Linked DNA regions of Triticum aestivum: regions 1 and 2 are each linked to region 3. A link is a contact called in public Hi-C data. All regions are on one chromosome and are shown on one strand. Each heading gives the region's core, a stretch centred on a gene start, on an enhancer-like site or on the middle of the called end of the contact. The rest is flanking DNA. Distances are from core to core; before and after follow the strand shown.

Region 1 (2,700 bases), core at 8-2,507, 190 kb after region 3:
GGTTCAGGTTGAAGTCATGGATGGCACCCATTGGACTGGGACTTCAAATGCATATGTTGTAGCAGCTCAAATCCTCTAGCATATGGTTAACTGTACAGATGCTTAAAAGTTGATTTTAATTAAGAATTATTGCAGTTTACTGGACTATGAACAGCTAATAATACAAATCCTGTCCCCAAAAAAGCTAGTAATGCAAATAACAAATCAACAATGTCTGTAATGGTGGACTAGCACCTGTATCTATCTCTGAACTGATTGATTCGTGGCTGAATGAAAAACGAGCCTATGCTTTCAATTCTATTTATGCAGCTGAAAGGAAAACCAACCTATGCCCCCAAATTTCAATTGTTTTCACCACGGGAGAAGCAATCTAAGCTAAGCATAGGGCATAGGTACAGCCTCAAAATGGACGGGAGCAGCAAGTAGAGCAGATCGGGCAGGTGGGGTGGGTGGGATGGGGTGGCTGACCGACCTCACTGTCCGACGGTGAGGGCGTTGTTGTTGTTCCAGACGGGCGCACCGGAGTTGGTGGTCCAGTAGCCAGAGTTTGCCTCGCTCGTCGGCCGGTCCTGCAAACAACACAAGAAATCAAGAAAACAGAGCATCAGATCGCTGGACCATGGGGCGATAGAGACAGACGCTGGCGGAGCCGGGTCAGGGGGAAGAAGGGGGTACGTACCTTGTAGGGATCCATGGCCGGGGCCGGCGACCGGGCGCTGGCGTGTCCGGAGGGGAGGGGCCAGGGGATCGAGCGGGGAGGCGCTGGCGATCTGGCCTTGTTCCGGTGGGATCATGTGTTGCACTCGTCTCCTCACACACGGGCCGGCCGGTCGTCGTGGTTCCGACGACCTCCTTCGAGTGAAAGCAATGGAGGCCGGTGGCGGGGTCGGAGATGAGCACGAACTCGTTGCTGGGGTTGGAGAGGTGGTGCTGGAGGAAGGAGGAGGTGGCGGCAACAAGAGGGTGGTGGCGGCGCTCGGCGCATGAGGATGAGAGGGTGGTGGCGTCGATTTGGATCGGGGAGACGGCGGCGGCGCGAGCAGGCGCGGATCCAGCTCGTCGATGGCGCGGATCCGGAAGGCCCGCTGTGGCCGTAGCGGGGGACAGGGAGGCGTGGTGATTCGGGCTCCTCGCCGTCGATGGCCATGGTGCGGGGCCGGGGGCGGGGGCGGCGGCTAAGGGTTTGGCGAGCGGGTGCGGGTGCGGGAGAGAAGGGATTGGAACGGTGGGGAGTGGGGGCGTGGGGTCTGCGTGGGTGAGGGGTGAGGGGGTGAGAGGGCTACGTGGGTGAGAGGGTGAGGGGATGAGGTCCGCAGTTGGATCCGGGAGCATCCGACGGTGTCTGATGCATGATCCGCGTGTTATGTCTATGAACCAATCAGAACGCAACAAACAATTTGAAGACTTTATGACCATCTAAATAGGTTAGAAAAAATCATTTTCCATTTTTCAGTGCTCAAAATGACTCTTTTTTTGTAAAAGACCTACCAAATATTTGTTCAAATGATATCATACTTTCCAAAGGCTTACATCTTGGATTGGTAAACAATATCGACAAAAGGATTTTTTATTTTCTTTTGCACAAAAAATCAATTTTCCATTTTTTTGAGTGCCCAAAATAAGTTTTTTTGTGAAGGACCTACCATATATTAGTTGAAAAATTGGATCAAATCAACTTTCTAAAATACTAGGCCATATTTAATGCACAATTGAGCAAATGGTTGGGTGTCAAAAGATTTGATCCACCTTTGGTGAAAAAGACAAATTCCCGCCGATTCAGTAGGAAGCGGGTCAAATTTGAACTGCAGCTGACTCATAGTTTGCTCTTTAAATCATTTCTAGGTACTTAAGTATCTATTTAATCAGAGAAACATCACAAGTTTTCCAAGATTCAACCACTAGCTAGGAACGGTCAAGCCCGCCGTATTGACCGCATTTTGAAACGGGCATAAAAAATCAAAAAAATTGGAAAACCTTAGCATTGTGTCATCATATGTGACCAAGTTTCCAAGAGAAATAATAAACTTGCAATACAGCAATTATTTTAAAAAAGTGTTCTCGGAAATGAGCTATCATGCATGAAGATTCATGGCTTTCAAGCCAAATGATCAATCTTATGGCCACGTTCATGCCATAGCTTGTTCAAATGATCTCATATTGTGCACAAGGGTGCATCTTGGAATTCCAAACAATGTTGCCTAAGGGAGTTTTCATTTTCTTTGCACGGAAAATTCATTTTCCATTTTTTGAGTGCCTGAAATAAGGGTTTTTTTGTGAAGGACCTACCATATATTTGTTACAAAATTGGACGAAATCAATTTTATAAAATACTAGGCCATATTTAATATACAATTGACCAAATGGTTGAGTGTGAAATTTTTTGATCCACCTCTCATGAAAAAGACAAATTTCCACCGATTCAGGTGGAAGCGGGTTAATTTTGAACTGCAGCTGCCTCATAGTTTGCTCTTTATTTTTTCTAAAAATAATTTATAGGTACATAAGTATCTATTTAATCATAGAAACACAAAAAAAATCCAAGATTCAATCACTAGCTAGGAACGGTCAAGCCCGCCGTTTTGACCGCATTTTGAAACGAGCATAAAAATTCAAAAAAATCAAAAAAATGGAAAACCTTCGCATTGTGTCATTACATGTGACCAAGTTACCAAAAAAAATAAACTTGTAATACGATAATTA
Region 2 (2,700 bases), core at 61-2,560, 140 kb before region 3:
TATTATTGAGGGTACTGTTATATCGGTTCATCAGAGCTCTGCATTCATTTTAATGCTTCATGGATGATAGGATACCCCTAAGAATGCATGTATATAACATAAACGCGTTGCGGTTATAACAAATTTCATGGGAAGGTAACAGTAATACTCCGTCGAGAAGGTGACCATGGCATCAAGCTCAAGCTACAACGGAAGGTTAGCCGTTCGTTAATGTGCACTGCTAGTACTATAGCAAGACCTTTCATACGCTCAAAATGTGTGCTCAGGCGAGTTTTTGTTATTGATTTCCAAGCCCCGTTGGTAACCTAGTACGGGAGCTTGTAATATCCACCAGCTGATTTTGCACAGGTTGCATACCTATGATGGATTAGACCATAAGAAGGTGTGTCAGAGGGAGCTGACGGACTAATCCATTCAGGCCATCGGATGAGCGGAAGGAGAGCTACCTGGTCGGAATGTGAATGGATACTTGTTGAAGGAGATAATGAACTAGACTTGAACATGGAGGGCGGTGGAGCATATGATAGAACATATAGCAGGGAAGACCAATAGTTGAACAATCAAAGTCCAGGAGAAGGATGCATGTGAAGGAATGAGCGCTCGCTGGCGTAAGGATGAGTAAAAGTAGAAAGTTTGATGCATGTTACCGTTGGTAGCAGCTGTCCATGGGGTAGATCTTATGAACTAATGTAAGACATACGAGAGGAAGAGATTGCAAGAATTAGGGAAAGATAAGTAGGGGAGGAGCTGCATGATGGAGAAGGCAACGATAAGTAGTGTTGGGTGCCTTTATATATCCACTCCAAATAAATGACTGAGATGAGAGTGGCCCACACCTCGGTTCAATGCCGCACTCCTGCCTTGCAGGCCAGCTACTGCGCATGTCAGTTGCAAAAATATGCGGCTATACAGAGTGTTACACTACATGTCAAAATCATTATAATCTCACGCATATTGAAGTTGCACGAATCACGCGAGAAGATGCGGTGTGTATACCAGCCGCGCGTGGCCGCATGTCCGCTCGCGATTATTCGGGTAAACTACAACTAATTCAATCCATCTCTAAGTGTATTCGCAAAAAAAAAATCCATCTCTAAGTGCATGCAAAAAGATTGAATTAGCAAATTAGATCCAAAAGGTCCCAATTTCCAAGTGCACGTACACCCGTCACTGCCTGATGCGTGACCCACCTGTCAGCCGTTCAAATAAGCCGGGCCCGGCGAATAGCAAGGGAGCCAGGGAGGTGGTGACCGGCTCTTCGTTGCTGGGTCGGTGGTGGGTACGCCGTACGCGTGAGAAACCGCGGCAGCGGGCAAGAAGCGCAACCGAAGGCAACGAAATCGCAGTTCGTACTTACTCCAAACAACGCGTCGCCATCCGCGTCCGCTTTCCGTTTCTTTTCTTCCATTCCACCCCCCCACCCAAGCCCACAAAATAAAAGCGCCCCCACGAGGAACCTCGCGCGTTCCTCCAATCCCCTCCTCGCCGCCGCTCTCAAATTCATACCCCGCTCCTCCCGCCGCAGGTATGCTCCCGTGCTCCAGTGCCTCTCCCGTGATCCGGGAGATATTTTCCTTAGATTTTTTTGGGGAATCTCTTTGCGCGATAGCAAGAAGAGAAACCTCGCACCGGTTCCTGCTCTTCGGGGGCGGGATTGATTGGCGCGGGCCGCGGGGGTCATCGAGTTCTTAGGAGATCGATCTTGCTAGTCCGTCGGATAGAGCGGTTCTGTCGCGATGAATCCTTCCGTGCAAACTCGATGCGGTCCCTGTTTTTTGCCCTACCGCTCGCGCCTGCTCTCGATCTGGGAATGTCGGTGGAGCAAAGGTAGCGTGTTCAGTTGCTCTATGTGCAAATTTTGATGTTTGCCGGTGATTAGAGTCCGAATTTCTATGGCTGGGATTCGGCCACAATCAATGCTCAAACGCAGAGTCAACGATTTGCTTTGTGTGTGGGGATTGAACGGCCTGAGGTGCTAGTCGAGACTTGAAAAGGCATGTTTATTCGGAAGCCAACTTTGTCATAGCGTGCCACATATTTTTTCTTTGCCAAACTTGTCTAAGCTTGCTTGCGTGCACAAATTCTTAGCCACACTTTGGCTTGGCTAAGAGAATCTTGCTGCACCTTGAAGTGCGGCAAAGCATGGCTGGGAATCAAACAGCCCCTAGGATTCTGTGTCTGTGTGGAAGCAATAGGTAGGCAGAATCCATTCTGTCAATTGGATACAGTTGACTATGCTAGCTCCCTTCGAGCTGCCAAAAGAATTCTCTTAGATTTTTAAGAACCTATGCCTTCACTGACTTTGGAGGAGATGGCAGATAAGTTAGTTCATTTCTCTCCTGATTGGAGAGATATTGCAATGTGCCAATGTCCATGAGACTGACCACCCAATTCTCTGCTCTATAATCATGACTACTAGTCTATTTATACCATGGGAGTACTTGTTTTAAGCTCAACATCCATTTCTATATTGCACACGTATCATTAGATATTAATCATGGGAGTACTTGTTTTAAGCTCAACATCCATTTTCATATTGCATACGTATCATCAGATATTAATTATATGCTCAATCATTGGTTCAAACATACAGATCCAAATTCAATGGAAGTGAACAAGTTGTTATACCATATATTGTTATAACATATAGATATATGGGATCCTGGGGAATATTTCATTGAGTTTGTTAAAAGTAAATGC
Region 3 (2,700 bases), core at 122-2,621:
CGCAAAAAAATCTCCTCCAATTACAACTATGACTACCAAGGGTGTCTATGTCGTTACTAGTACTATGGAACTTAAGAAATAAATAAATAAATAAATAAGTGATTATATTCTACTAATTTTCAATCCTTGTTTTGCCGTGGAATGCCTTTGGTTTGAATTTCCTTTCGGTGCATGGTTTACCCCGTTTAGTATTATGTTTTCATGGTCACAAGTTGAATCCCATGTGGTCCATTTGGTAAATTTGATGTTTGAATGGTTTCATGCCCATTTTAGTTAGATTGAGCTTCTTTCAACATTAATCTCCATTTAGTATCCCGCAAAAAAATTATCTCCATTTAGTAAATTTGAACCGTTGTCTAAAACAGTTACTGGTATCACTAGTACTCCGTTGGCTGTGTTTTCCGTTACTAGTAAGTTCGATTAGCGTGTTTTCCGTTGGCTGTGTGACATGATGTATGGGAAGGAAGTGATTGTTGCTGCCATGTGTTTTGCATAGGCCCCGGCTGCTCCCATGTCCCGGCTCAAGTTGAGTCCCCGCACTGCTCCCATGTCCCGGCTCAAGTTGAGTCCCCGCACTGCTTGGTCGACTGAGCAGTGTCACCGATCCGCCCAACACGCGGGACCACACATCGCCCTCGCCCATCACTCTCATGGATTCTGGTCATTGGCGTCATGGGAGAGGAATGATCAGCCCTATGCCTAGACCCCACGCCGGAACGGCGAAAAGGCAAACCAACCCAACCCAGAGAGTACGACCAGCGGTGCGGTCCACCACCATCTCTTAATCAAAGCTGGTCCACGCGGGTACAGCTTGCTGCGCCTGTCCACTGTTGCCTGTTGGTGTGAACGGGATCGGACAGCCACCCCCCACCGTGCCGTCTGCCGTGCGAGAGCGAGAGAGACGGACCAGTTTTCTTTTTCCAGATGCGGACGGACCAGTTGCTGTAGAGTATGAATAGCTCTAAATGCAAACATCTTCAGCCCAGCCGAGAAAAAAAATTACGTACTACGTCTTCCTTCATCTGCTAAGCGAGAAAAAAACTCAAACAATCTTATGCAACCAAGCTCGAGCCAGCTCCGCTCAGCTCAGCGGGCTCGTCTGCGCGCGAGTAGTGCGTAGCGTAGTAATGCCAGCACGTGGCCGGTCGTTGGATCTTTTCTTTTTTATAATGGTCGTTGGATCCTCCTGGAGATGAGATGCAATCGTCTGCACGGGGAGGGACGGCACCTGTGCGCGCCTGTGGGGCCGTTAGCTAGGCTGCCATGGTCCAGAAATTAAGAGAGGTTTGTCTCCCGGAATTAATTAGGCAGACAGCGTGCCGCGGCAGTAGCTGGTCGCGGCGTGTCACGGATGGATCCATCCATCCATCCGTGGACTGTGGGCGCTCGCGCACGGGAGCGAATCGCGGGATGTGTCGTATACTAGCGTGCTGTGCGGTAGCACATCGCCGTTGCGTCGTCTTGCCATCCATCCACCCGCCCGTCCGTGGCAACTCAACGCTGTAGCGTACTGATGATGCCTTCGTCGTAATTTGTAGTACTCCTCGGTTCGACAGTTCTGATTAGGCGGGGTCGCTCGTGGCACTGTGCGGGCGTCAACCGTCCATCGAGAGCCCATCCACGCAGAAGAGCTACGGTTTTTGTCCTAGAAGCACAGGACCACGCAGCATCACATCAAGGCCAACCACGGTTGTCGTGATCGATCGCTTTCATGCTTGCACATCTTGATGCCCGCACAGTCCTGCTCATGGTCTATAGGACCATTTCTTTTGCGGGGGCAAAAGCAATTCTTTACTTATTTATTTATTTATTTATTTGGGGAGCAATTCTTTACTTAAGTGATAAAATGTTTTTTTTGAAAAATTAAGCAATAATGTTTTTAAAATCATTCATGATGATAGTGTATTGTTAGCCTTCATGCAGCCCAATTAGAGTTTCACGATGTAAAAAATGTCTATTTGGTTGCGTGGGCTCCATCCCCATGAACTTTAAAGCACTCTTGGGCCAGACTAAGATCGAATGGTCGAATCGCTCATTTTTTGACACCTTGCCTGGATGTCCGGGGAATCGTCTTAACTCCCACTCATTTTAAGAAAAGGAGGTTAACCTCGGCCTCTGCATCAATCGATGCATGCAGCTATTATTAATTATTCCACGAAGGACTGACAAGAATAACCCGAAGCCACCACTCACATCTAGAGACTCGATAATGTGAAGTGCTCTCATTCCCCATATCTAAAACCGGTGTCGTCGCTGATCTATCCACATAACGTATCGGGACCAATATCCGGTGCAGCATACCTAAAGCGCACACCACATGCACACGTATTAGGAGCCGCCATCATCATCGGACCACTAATCCATCTTCAGGAGAGAGATCCACATCATCCTTGCCAATCCGGACATCCGTTGACGCCACCACGGTGCCACCGCCCTGCGCTCGTCCGTCCAGACGCGAAGACTCTGGAAGATCTGTCGTGCGTAGCACCTGCCAACCAGGCATGACTCAGCGTAGCACCTGTCGGCCAGGCATGACTTGACAGCTCCACCGAAGCTCCGTGCAAGAGGAAGCCGCTCCACCTCCTGCCTCTGCCTTCCAACGCTGCTCCATAAACGATGCTCCCAAGAGAGAAACGACACCATAGTACCACCATTGTCCGATTTGGAAGACCAGATCCTAGGGCTTCCCCGAAGCAGCAC

What was found. A called contact is a pair of places that touch in the nucleus more often than the background predicts.
Region 1: a contact with region 3 is called in a Hi-C map of leaf, with 4 times the contacts expected there. The contact joins the promoter of LOC123053201 here to the enhancer-like site in region 3. A contact is called at or near these places in 2 of 5 Hi-C or Micro-C datasets (both in leaf).
Region 2: a Hi-C map of leaf shows a contact between it and region 3, with 4 times the contacts expected there. The contact joins the promoter of LOC123053203 here to the enhancer-like site in region 3. A contact is called at or near these places in 2 of 5 Hi-C or Micro-C datasets (both in leaf).

What each region holds. Positions count from the first base shown.
Region 1 is chr2D:371,458,405-371,461,104 of IWGSC CS RefSeq v2.1, reverse strand. LOC123053201 reads right to left here and starts at 1,257. Exons shown (of 6, transcript XR_006425464.1): 1 at 680-1,257; 2 at 473-569.
Region 2 is chr2D:371,792,533-371,795,232 of IWGSC CS RefSeq v2.1, reverse strand. LOC123053203 (OVARIAN TUMOR DOMAIN-containing deubiquitinating enzyme 12) reads left to right here and starts at 1,310. Exons shown (of 10, transcript XM_044476633.1): 1 at 1,310-1,525.
Region 3 is chr2D:371,649,777-371,652,476 of IWGSC CS RefSeq v2.1, reverse strand. No RefSeq gene overlaps it. Among protein-coding and RNA genes, the nearest start is that of LOC123053203, 140 kb to the left of the region's middle. Within about 2 kb of position 1,371, at least 8 of the 8 cell types and tissues checked have an H3K27ac peak or open chromatin away from gene starts, as enhancers often do. A contact at or near this core is called in leaf, where this site is marked.